Regions from separate parts of the Mus musculus genome. Here all the other regions are linked to region 1. The links are chromatin contacts, called in public Hi-C maps. All regions are on one chromosome and are shown on one strand. Each heading gives the region's core, a stretch centred on a gene start, on an enhancer-like site or on the middle of the called end of the contact. The rest is flanking DNA. Distances are from core to core; before and after follow the strand shown. Region 1 has its middle 160 kb from the start of Clic5. Region 2 has its middle 140 kb from the start of Runx2os3. Region 3 overlaps Clic5 (chloride intracellular channel 5).

Evidence for each region. Hi-C and Micro-C count contacts between places; a contact is called where the count stands out from the background.
Region 2: a Hi-C map of the 63-12 cell line shows a contact between it and region 1, with 2.0 times the contacts expected there. The contact joins two enhancer-like sites. A contact is called at or near these places in 1 of 15 datasets of contacts at CTCF or cohesin (pro-B cells) and 4 of 484 Hi-C or Micro-C datasets (the 63-12 cell line, B cells, nephron progenitors and 1 more).
Region 3: a contact with region 1 is called in a Hi-C map of the CH12 cell line, with 2.7 times the contacts expected there. The contact joins two enhancer-like sites. A contact is called at or near these places in 1 of 15 datasets of contacts at CTCF or cohesin (the NIH/3T3 cell line), 3 of 484 Hi-C or Micro-C datasets (the CH12 cell line and embryonic stem cells) and 1 of 115 datasets of contacts at active chromatin or transcription factors (pancreatic cancer cells).

What each region holds. Positions count from the first base shown.
Region 1 is chr17:44,350,380-44,353,225 of GRCm38.p6, forward strand. No RefSeq gene overlaps it. Among named protein-coding and RNA genes, the nearest start is that of Clic5, 160 kb to the left of the region's middle. Within about 2 kb of position 1,257, at least 60 of the 459 cell types and tissues checked have an H3K27ac peak or open chromatin away from gene starts, as enhancers often do. A contact at or near this core is called in the 63-12 cell line, the CH12 cell line and pro-B cells, where this site is marked.
Region 2 is chr17:44,417,370-44,420,668 of GRCm38.p6, forward strand. No RefSeq gene overlaps it. Among named protein-coding and RNA genes, the nearest start is that of Runx2os3, 140 kb to the right of the region's middle. Within about 2 kb of position 1,487, at least 31 of the 459 cell types and tissues checked have an H3K27ac peak or open chromatin away from gene starts, as enhancers often do. A contact at or near this core is called in the 63-12 cell line and pro-B cells, where this site is marked.
Region 3 is chr17:44,260,352-44,263,410 of GRCm38.p6, forward strand. All of the region lies in intron 4 of Clic5 (chloride intracellular channel 5), which reads left to right. Among named protein-coding and RNA genes, the nearest start is that of Clic5, 73 kb to the left of the region's middle. Within about 2 kb of position 1,655, at least 9 of the 459 cell types and tissues checked have an H3K27ac peak or open chromatin away from gene starts, as enhancers often do. A contact at or near this core is called in the CH12 cell line, where this site is marked.

The DNA of each region.
Region 1 (2,846 bases), core at 7-2,506:
AAAGGAACTAGACAGACGGAAGAAAGAACGGAGCCAAGTCAAACAGGATTCTGATCAAAGCTCAATTTTACTAATTCGTGCACCGAGTTATGAAGCAGGGGGAAAGGGTTAATTCCCACCAAATAATCCTGGAGTCCAGTTGCAGGGTGACCACGTGTATGGCTCCAGAACAGCAAAGTGGCAGGCTCCAGCAGTGGGCGTGGCAGAACGATTAAGCGGCAAGCTCCACCCCAATGCAAACAGAGAAACCTGAGCAAACAGGTTTCAGGCTGCGGAGGGGAGGCTACAGGCAAAGCCTACCAGAGCCATGCTCACCAGTCTCAAGCTGACCAGAGTGCCTTCACCTGGTGTCTGGGTGAGAGAGCCTGCACATTAGACTAGGTCACGTGACTCTAAAAGAAGACCCTGTAGTACAAAGCTAGAACACGCTCGCGAGCACACACACACACACACACAGAGAGAGAAAGAGAGAGAGAGAGAGAGCGTAAGAGGACTCCTACTGCCAAACATCAGGACACCCTGACTTTAAGAGCCAGAAAGCTATGCCAATTTGTTTGGTTACAGGTTCTTGTGATACTGACAGAGTTGGCACAGCGTGTCTCTCTCGAGAAGAGACCAGAACTGACAGGTGGAGTTTAGGGCACCCCGCCATCACACAAGCAAAATACTCAGAAAAACACACTGTACAGTAAGGCACAAGTTCCCCACTAGTGGGAATGCCCAACTCTGTAGTTCAGGGGCTGTCAGACAGGCAGATAGTTCCTGCAATGGGAATGAAGTTGGAAAAGATGAAAAGGCAGACTCCTCCTCCCAGCCCCACATCTTTCCAGATCTGTCCTGCAAAGCAGACTCGGAACAACTCAAACACCATCCAGCCTCTCAGGTGTATATATTGCATTTCTTAGACTTTCCAGTGTCTTCTCTGTAATTTGGGGGAAGTGCCTGAAAAGGAACAAGAAGAGGATTCGTTCCTCTTATCTCCTAAGAGTGGGTCTATCCTCACCTGCTGTCAGTGTCTTTCTCAACTCTGCCTGCTTCTGGGAAGCATCATTAGAGTTCAGGCTGGGTTGTTGGGTTTTATTTTATTTTATTTTATTTTGAGAAGTATGTCTGTTTGTGACGGATGTGTTCAGTGACTCATCAGAGGAAATGCTGTGTGTTACCAAAAATAATAATTTGTATGTCAATGCAGTTGTTAACTGTCCCTCCTGCTCTTAGTTCTCACTTCCCCCCAGACTCTCATAATTACTGTTGTTCTGCATCGAGCAGCAAGAATCGTATTTCTCTGTCCAGAAAATGACAGCTACTGGGACCCTCTTCTCTGCAGGGGAGGCCTGCGCAGCTGAGCACAGAGCCTGCCTAAAGCCCACATCAGGGCCGACTGAGTGCCTGCATTGAAACGGGTCAATGCACCCCAAAGACCCACAGCTGCTGGCACTGGTGTCTGGGTTCTAAAGGAGCCTCTCTAGTACCAGCTGAGTGACCCCAGACAAGCCACAGAACCTCCGGGGCCTCTGTTCATTCATCTGTGAAGCTGAGAACACAGCACTCGCTCGACTAATGAATGGTATCGCTGGCTTTGTTTTCGTTAACATTTTATTTCTGGGCCACCAGACCAGACACCTTTGCAAAATCTGGAGGCGCAGTGGTAGACAGAGCAGCAAAACATCTTTCTCTCTCTAGACCTCCACTGGGGGGAGTGAATCAATCGTAAATGAGCCCACAATACAGGATTTCTAAGGGTCTTGGTGACAAAGTAAAGCAAATGAGTGAGGAAGGGAGTGAGCAGGGAAAGTTCTCCAAAGGCCGCCACTGAGGCACGCCCACAGGAGGACAGGGGGTGGGCGATGGGGTGGGAGGTGGGGAGGGTGAGGTGGGGGGTGTCTCGCGTGCGCGAATTTGGAGAAAGAGCATCCGATATTGTGCGGACAGCTGATGCACAGGTTCTGAGGTGAGGGCGAACACCGCATATTTAAAACATAGGAATGATTGAGCACTGGGCAGAGATCCCAGGGGGAACACAGTAACTGAGGGAAGCCGAACCAGGCAGGATATGGCTGTTGGCTTTTGTCTTTACCCCACAGTGAGACGGGAGTCCATAGGATCTCTGGGGGTCTGACAAGACTCTTTCCAGGAAATGTGTTGAGAAAGGAAAGTTTAATGAAGCTATATGCCCCAAGGTGTTTTGAAAAAGAAAAAAAAATGCATGGAAGATGATGGGGAAGTAGATGATGATGTTTCTTAAAAATGCAGCCTTCCATATGCTTCAAAAAACAGGTAGTCATAGAGATGAGGGGTGGTGAGTTAAATACAATCTCCACTTCACTATCTCTTCTTCAGGAGAAGTCAAGTTTTGTTTCCATTCCCAGGAGGCTTGGTTGGCCCTGAACCTGCAGATTAATGGAGACACCATGGGTAGATGCTATATAGGTCTTGGCTTAACCTCTTGAAGCTCTCTGTTGGCTTCCCCTCCCTCTCTCTGGGAACTCTCACTTCGGAGACATTTACTCTCTCAGCATGTAGCAGTCATGTGGTGAAAAATTCCAAGTCACATGGAAAGGCCACATGCAGAAACTCCCAGTGGCAGCCCACATGGGCTTTGAGACCACTGCCACTATCTACTGCCAGGCATGTGAGGGAACTGTCTTCAAATGTTCCAGTCCAGCTGAGCCCCCATGACTACGCCTCGGCCAACGTCTTTCTGGGGCAGAAGAACCTTCCAGCTGTGCTCAGTTAAACCCACAGCATCATGGGATGCAACACAACGGCTGTGGCTTTCAGCAATTAAGAGTTTGAGTCGCTTCTTCATATAGGAACGAAGAAGCAAAACTCTAAGGTGGCTTCTG
Region 2 (3,299 bases), core at 237-2,736, 67 kb after region 1:
TCAGCTATGTAGTAAGTTCAAGGACAACCTGAGCTATATGATAATCTTTCAAAATAAAAAGTGTTGGGGAGGTGAGTGGCTTAGTCAGCAGTATATTTAGTAGACTCAAAAACATGATGGCCTGAGTTCAAGCCTTAGAACAAATATTAAAAAGCTGAGCATGTCAGCACATAGTTATAATCCCAATGCTCAAAATCTGGAAACATCTGGACCCCTCCTGGATATGGTATCATTGGGCAGCCAGCCTATCCTGATGTCTAGCTCTAGGGTAATACTAGTCCCTGTCTCAAAAGTTAGATGGACAGTTTTCCCAAAGAAAGACATTCGACGTTGTTCTTTGGCTTCCACATCAACAAGCACGATGGTGGATGCAGACCTGTACATGTGTGTGTAATCATAGGAGCATGAACACACCCCTCCACATATAAACATAAAGCAAACTTAGAAGTGAGCAGCTTTTCCTACTATTTGAAGAAGCTGGGTCAGCTGGCGTATCTTTATTTGCTTACAACTTAGAACCAACTAGAGAGAGATAAACAATGTGAGACAAGCAAATCAAGAAAAGCCATCAATTCCTCCTGCTGTATTGCCACAGAATATTAATTAGATATTTGATGTTTTTAAAATTTATACCTAACCTCCAGGACCTTCCAATCTTCCTTGAAAAGATCTGTGAAGACTCAGAAGCAAACCAATGCCTCTAAATCATTTTCTAGAATGATGCTAGGGGCTTAGAGAGATGATTCCACCATTGAGAGTGCCCACCCATTTGGAAGAGTGCTCACAACTGCCCATAACTCTAGCTTTGGGGGACCTGATGCAATCTGCTGGTTTCTGCACACATGAGACATGTGCCCATGCTCACCTGCTAACACATGTGCGTGCTGGTGTGTACACAGACACATTTTTAAAAAGAGCCATGTCATAAACTTTTGCTAAAAGCATTAAAATTCCAGTTCTTTTAAGATGAATTTGGAACATTTAAGATCAACATACCATATTATTTTGGTCAATTTAATTTCTCAGAGAGTAGGCAAAGTAGTCAAACCACTGATTTAGGAATGGTGTGGATGTCTCCAAAACAGTAGAGCAATCGAACTGATAATTTAATGTCACATAGATACCCGAAAGGGAAGTAAAGAAAATTGTCCCGTTTGCAATAATTATATGAACATAGGTTTATTAGAAAGTCCACCAGGGGAAAAACACACCAGCCTTTGTCAACTTTCTCCTCCACTGAATTTGAAGGCTGACCGAGAACCTTGGGTGAGTAGAGAAATAACTATTAAAAATTGGATTCCTGTCTACACAATGCTGAAACATCTAGTAAGCCTGTTTTTTTTTTTTAAATGTCAACCCAGATGTTTGGCACCACATAGACAAAACACCCAGATGACTGGCTGAATTTGTGAAGACATGCTGACATGCACCAGATGTTCTAGCTTCTTAGGACTGCAGAGCTCAGAGGTCCCTGGGGACAGCAGGAGAGAGCAGATGTCCCCAAAGAACCTTTACCACCTGCACATCATCCGTGGAAACTTCAGTGGGTGTGCAACACAGTAGGGTTTAAATTAAAAACGCTGACGACCGTGGTAGGAAAATGTAGCAAAAAGTACAGGGAAGACATAATGTGATATTTATTTGAAAGTCGTGTTTGGGGAAGTGGCTGACTCACATCTATCTAGAGGTCTGTGGCTGTGTTTCCAGCCATTGCCCCGGAAGACTTTCTCCTTCAATCTGACCTCTGAGCTACCCCTTTGGAACGTGGGGTGCTGTGGGTTTTTTAAACAGGCGACAGTCAATGCTGAAATCTAGAATTCGCTCTTAGTCCAACGCTTCCCCTTTTATTGTTCCAGTCTGTATCCTTTGCTTACTGCTTTCCCAGGCTTGGGGATGTGACTCAATGCTTGCTTTATGGGCAGGAAGATCCAAGCTCGTTCTCAAAGACTATGTAAGAAAAAAAAAAACAAGACAGATATGGGAAGACAGATACAGGAGGATCTCTGGGGTTCATTCAGTGGCCACTCAGCCTAAGTCTATTTTGGAACTTCAGGCTTGGAGCGAGACCTTGTTTCCAAAAAGGTAGAAGAAACTTGAAGAATGGCATGTCCTCTGACTGCTACAAGAGTACATGTATCTGCATACACATGTGTATGCAAATATGCACATGTGTCATGCACGTGTACACACACGCACGCACGCATGTGCACATAGACACATGCAGCATGTCCAGGTCTTCCTACCATCGCCCTCTGGCAGCAAAGGCCGTGAGTGCCAGGGAAGGGACAGCCAGGGCAGGGATATTGCCAACAGGCCAGGAATCCAGCCCCCTGAGGCTGACATTCAGCAAATCTCAGGGCAGCACTTAGAAGAATGTTAAGAGCCACAGAACCCAAAGTCCCCTCCAGCCAATTTGTCTAAAATGGTGGCTTCTCCGGAAGCTGGGGGCAGAGTCTAGGGTAGCATCTCGTGATCACTGAATGCTTGCTGCGTTTAGCAAACAGCTGTGGCTCCCGTCAGAAAGTCCTGATGTGTGCTTCATCTGTTATATAATGCAGTCTTTCAGAGAGCGATTTGTTTAGTTTCTTATTTGAAAAGTCATTAAAATATTTCCTTCGTGTCAGGATTTTCTGAGGCCTTCCTGGGGGACAGTTTCCTCTGCTGCTTTCTAAACCTGAAGGACGTTCTTGCCTCCCTCCAGGAAAGATTTCAAAACAGTGTCCCTGCCCCTGTGGTTGCTGAGGAGTCTTTTCTTTTTTGCTTTTAATTATGTTATTTATTTACATCTCAAATGTTGCCTCTCCCTGCTTTCCCATCCCATTTCCCCACCCCTTCTCCCTCTGATAGAGTGCCGCCATTCCCCACCGCTGGGCTGTCAAGTCTCTACAGGACCAAGCTCATCTTCCCTCACTGTGGCCAGGCAGTCTACTGCATATATGCCATGTGGTGGGCGCAGGGGGGAAGAGTGGGGCGTCGGAACAGCCTGTGTATGCTTTTGGTTGGTGGGTGGCTTAGAATCAGGGAAAAACAAAAATCACAGAATAGCCAAAATAATTCTGAGGAAGGATTTCTTAGCACAAGTTGCTCCCAGGGACACAGTGAATTTCACTGACTGAAGAGGAGCCGGAAAGATATTGAAGGGCTTTTCTCCATCTCCCTCATGACGTCATCCCAAGGTGTCCCTGGTGGAAGCAGAGGGTTATGCCAGCTTGAAAACAGAATTATCAGCCACACTCACACCCCAAACCCCAAGGCACAGTGATGATTCCCAATTAAACCCATTCCAAAGGCTGACAGAG
Region 3 (3,059 bases), core at 405-2,904, 90 kb before region 1:
TCTCATTAACCAGAGCTACCTGAAAAGGTGGCAGTCTGGGAAGATGGGTCTTTTTAGCAGGGCACTCTGCTATCCTAGGGAGGGGCAATATATGGGAATTTTTTATCAGTAACAAAGAAGAGAAGAGGGAGTCTGTGCATGTAATCCCTTTTCAAGTTAAGTTGGTTGTCCCATCGTCCCCCGATGGTGAACTCTCTGACCCAGCCACAAAGATACGTCGTTTCCATGTACTTTTGGGTTAGTGAAGTTTGCCAGACTTTAGGAGACAGAAGTAGGATATCATGCTCAGAATTTGTTGCGTTCTCAGTTCAAACGTCAGAAGGCGCAGTCTCCTGTTGTAAGAGTCATGCAACACGCATGGGTAGATGCTCCTCAAATTACAGGAGCAGGTGAAGCATAAGGAAATTACTCCAAGCAAGGCGGGGCGGGGAGGCTGGGTGTAGTCTGAGTGCACCTGAGAAATGTTGTGGCAGTATCTATCAAGGCTGCCCTATCTTGTGGTGAGCACGAGGAAGGCTCACTGTGGCCAGACTGTGGCTAAAGAGTTATAAAGAACAGATCAGGCAGGTGATGGTGGCCCACACCTTTAATTCCAGCGCTCGGGAGGCAGAGGCAGGTGGATTTCTGAGTTCCAGGCCAGCCTGGTCTACAGAGTGAGTTCTAGGACAGCCAGGACTACACAGAGAAACCCTGTCTTGAATAAAGAAAGAAACAAAGAAAGAAAAAGGAAACCACTCAATGAGGACTGAGGGAGATGCTCCGTGGGAAAAGTGCTTGCTGGGTGGACATGAAGACCCAAGCTTGGATTCCCAGCACCCACATTTTTAAAAAATGTGTCATTTCACCGCTAAGGAGGAAGATGCTGGGGCTTGCTGTCTAGCTAGTGTAGTCAAATGGCTAAGCTTTGGATTCAGTGAGAGACACTGTCCTTAAAAAGGAAGGTGAGAAATGACTGACTGAGGAAGACTCCCAACATTGACAGAAACATTGCAGGCCCAGCTTCACCACGAACCCAGACTTCATCATCTATGAGGAACCAGGAAGTACCAAACGTCATACACACTAGACACTGAACATAGGCAACTGAGAAAGAACATATAGTGTATTCATCGAATTACCCAAACCAGACAAGGGCAGTGGAGGGGCGGTGGCTGTTTCAACATCTGCCAAGGTCTCTCATGCAAAAGATGTCGCCATTGGAGGATGAAGCAAGCCATAGGGAATGGAATCCCTTGGTATAAGTGCTCGTGGTGAGAAAGACAGGTGAGCAAGACCCAGGTTGATGCAGGAACAGATAACCAATATAATGAGCGTCTCTCTGGGCAGCTCACCCCTTAAGTTTGAACATCCATGATAACCTAAACTGTCCTCACACTTAAAATTCACCGTTTGTAAAGTAACTGTAAACATCTCCTAGATTTCTCCCCGACTCAGTCAGCCTTGTGCACGACACTGGCGGCATCAGCTGCCTCAGTCAGCAGTTATGTCATTCCTTCTTTAATATGACTGAGTTTTACAGCCATTTATGACTTTCTTGGCAGCCTAATAGGAAACACACACACACACACACACACACACACACACACACACACACACGTTCCTACTGAAAAGGAAGGTAGTCTCTCTGCTTAAGGCCAGAAGGTGGCGCCACCGCCCCATGGCTGAAGTCAGTGCTGGCCACTAATCAGGAACATAGTCTCTCTCTCTCTCTCTCTCTCTCTCTCTCTCTCTCTCTCTCTCTCTCTCTCTCTCGCTCTCGCTCTCTCTCGCTCTCTCTCGCTCTCTCTCTCAGTCTCGCTCTCGCTCTCCCTCCCCTCCCTCCTTCTCCCTTTCCCCCCTTTCTCCCTCCCTCCCTCCTTCCCTCCCTCCCTCCCTCCCTCCCTCCCTCCCTCCCTCCCCAATCCTGCTTCTTCCACCACTAATAAATAAACATGTGTGAGGCTTGCATGGTACAGGTTGTATGGAGCCCTTAATTTGAAGAAGTAAAAGTGACATTTTTTTTTCTCTTCGAATGTACTGTGGCTTTGAGGAGATTTACAAAAATATCTGCACCTGGAACTTGTCTATATCGTCAATATCATCCTCCAAAAATGTATTGTATGAGCAGCATGCTGAAATTGCCCCAAATTCCTCACCACAACCATGATTTAAACACAGTAAAACAATCACCAAAGACTGTGTCATTTAAATACAAAGTGTGTTTGTGCTGTTGGGTACTGTCCACATAAATGTCTGCTAATAATAAGCTGGCCTGTGGAGCTAGATGAAAAAGATCTTCTCTTCAAAGCACTGATTCCTCTATAAAGCTCAGAGAATTGGCTTCATAGAGAATGTGTTTTCCTTAAAGGAAAGTCCCCTGTTTCCTTGGGGACATATCCGAGAGGGTTCTGTTCACTCTGTGACTTTGGGGAGGGGACCCATAGTGTCCAGCATCCTAAATACTTAAGGGGATCATTTTATCCTTCATCCAGGGAAGAATTTCTTTCCAGAGCAAAGAGTTCCCACCATGGCAGGAGGAACTGCAGATTCCCTATTAGCCTTTTGATCCCTCCCAGGCATGGCAGGGACCTGGGGTGAGGGCCATGGCATCTTGCTTCAGTTTGTCTTCTCGACATTTGAATTTAAGCCACTGTCTGGAAATGGAGACTGGGGCATTGCTTTCCATAGATGAGTTCCTGGCTCTCCCAGAGCTGGGTTTGACTTGTTGAGACACACTTTGCTGGCCAATGGAGCTTGCCCAGGGGTATTGGTCTGATGGTAGTTGTGGGCTCAAATTCTCCAAGGGATCAGACCAAGAATGTTGAACACTGACAGGAGAAAATAAGGCCTTAGGGATGATTCCAGACAATGGTAGGTTCGACTCTGAATGCATGAGTCATCCTCCAATATCCCCCAGGATCCCCCTTGTGCCCAGGATAGTTCTAGTGTTCGAAACTTTCCTTCCCACACCCAACCGTCTGCCTTGAGTTGACCTCCAGTAATAATGATCCTAAGTTAGATCTTCTGCTAGGTCCTTACTCCGCTTCAGACCCTGCAGAAGTTGCTCCGACAGCAGCCAG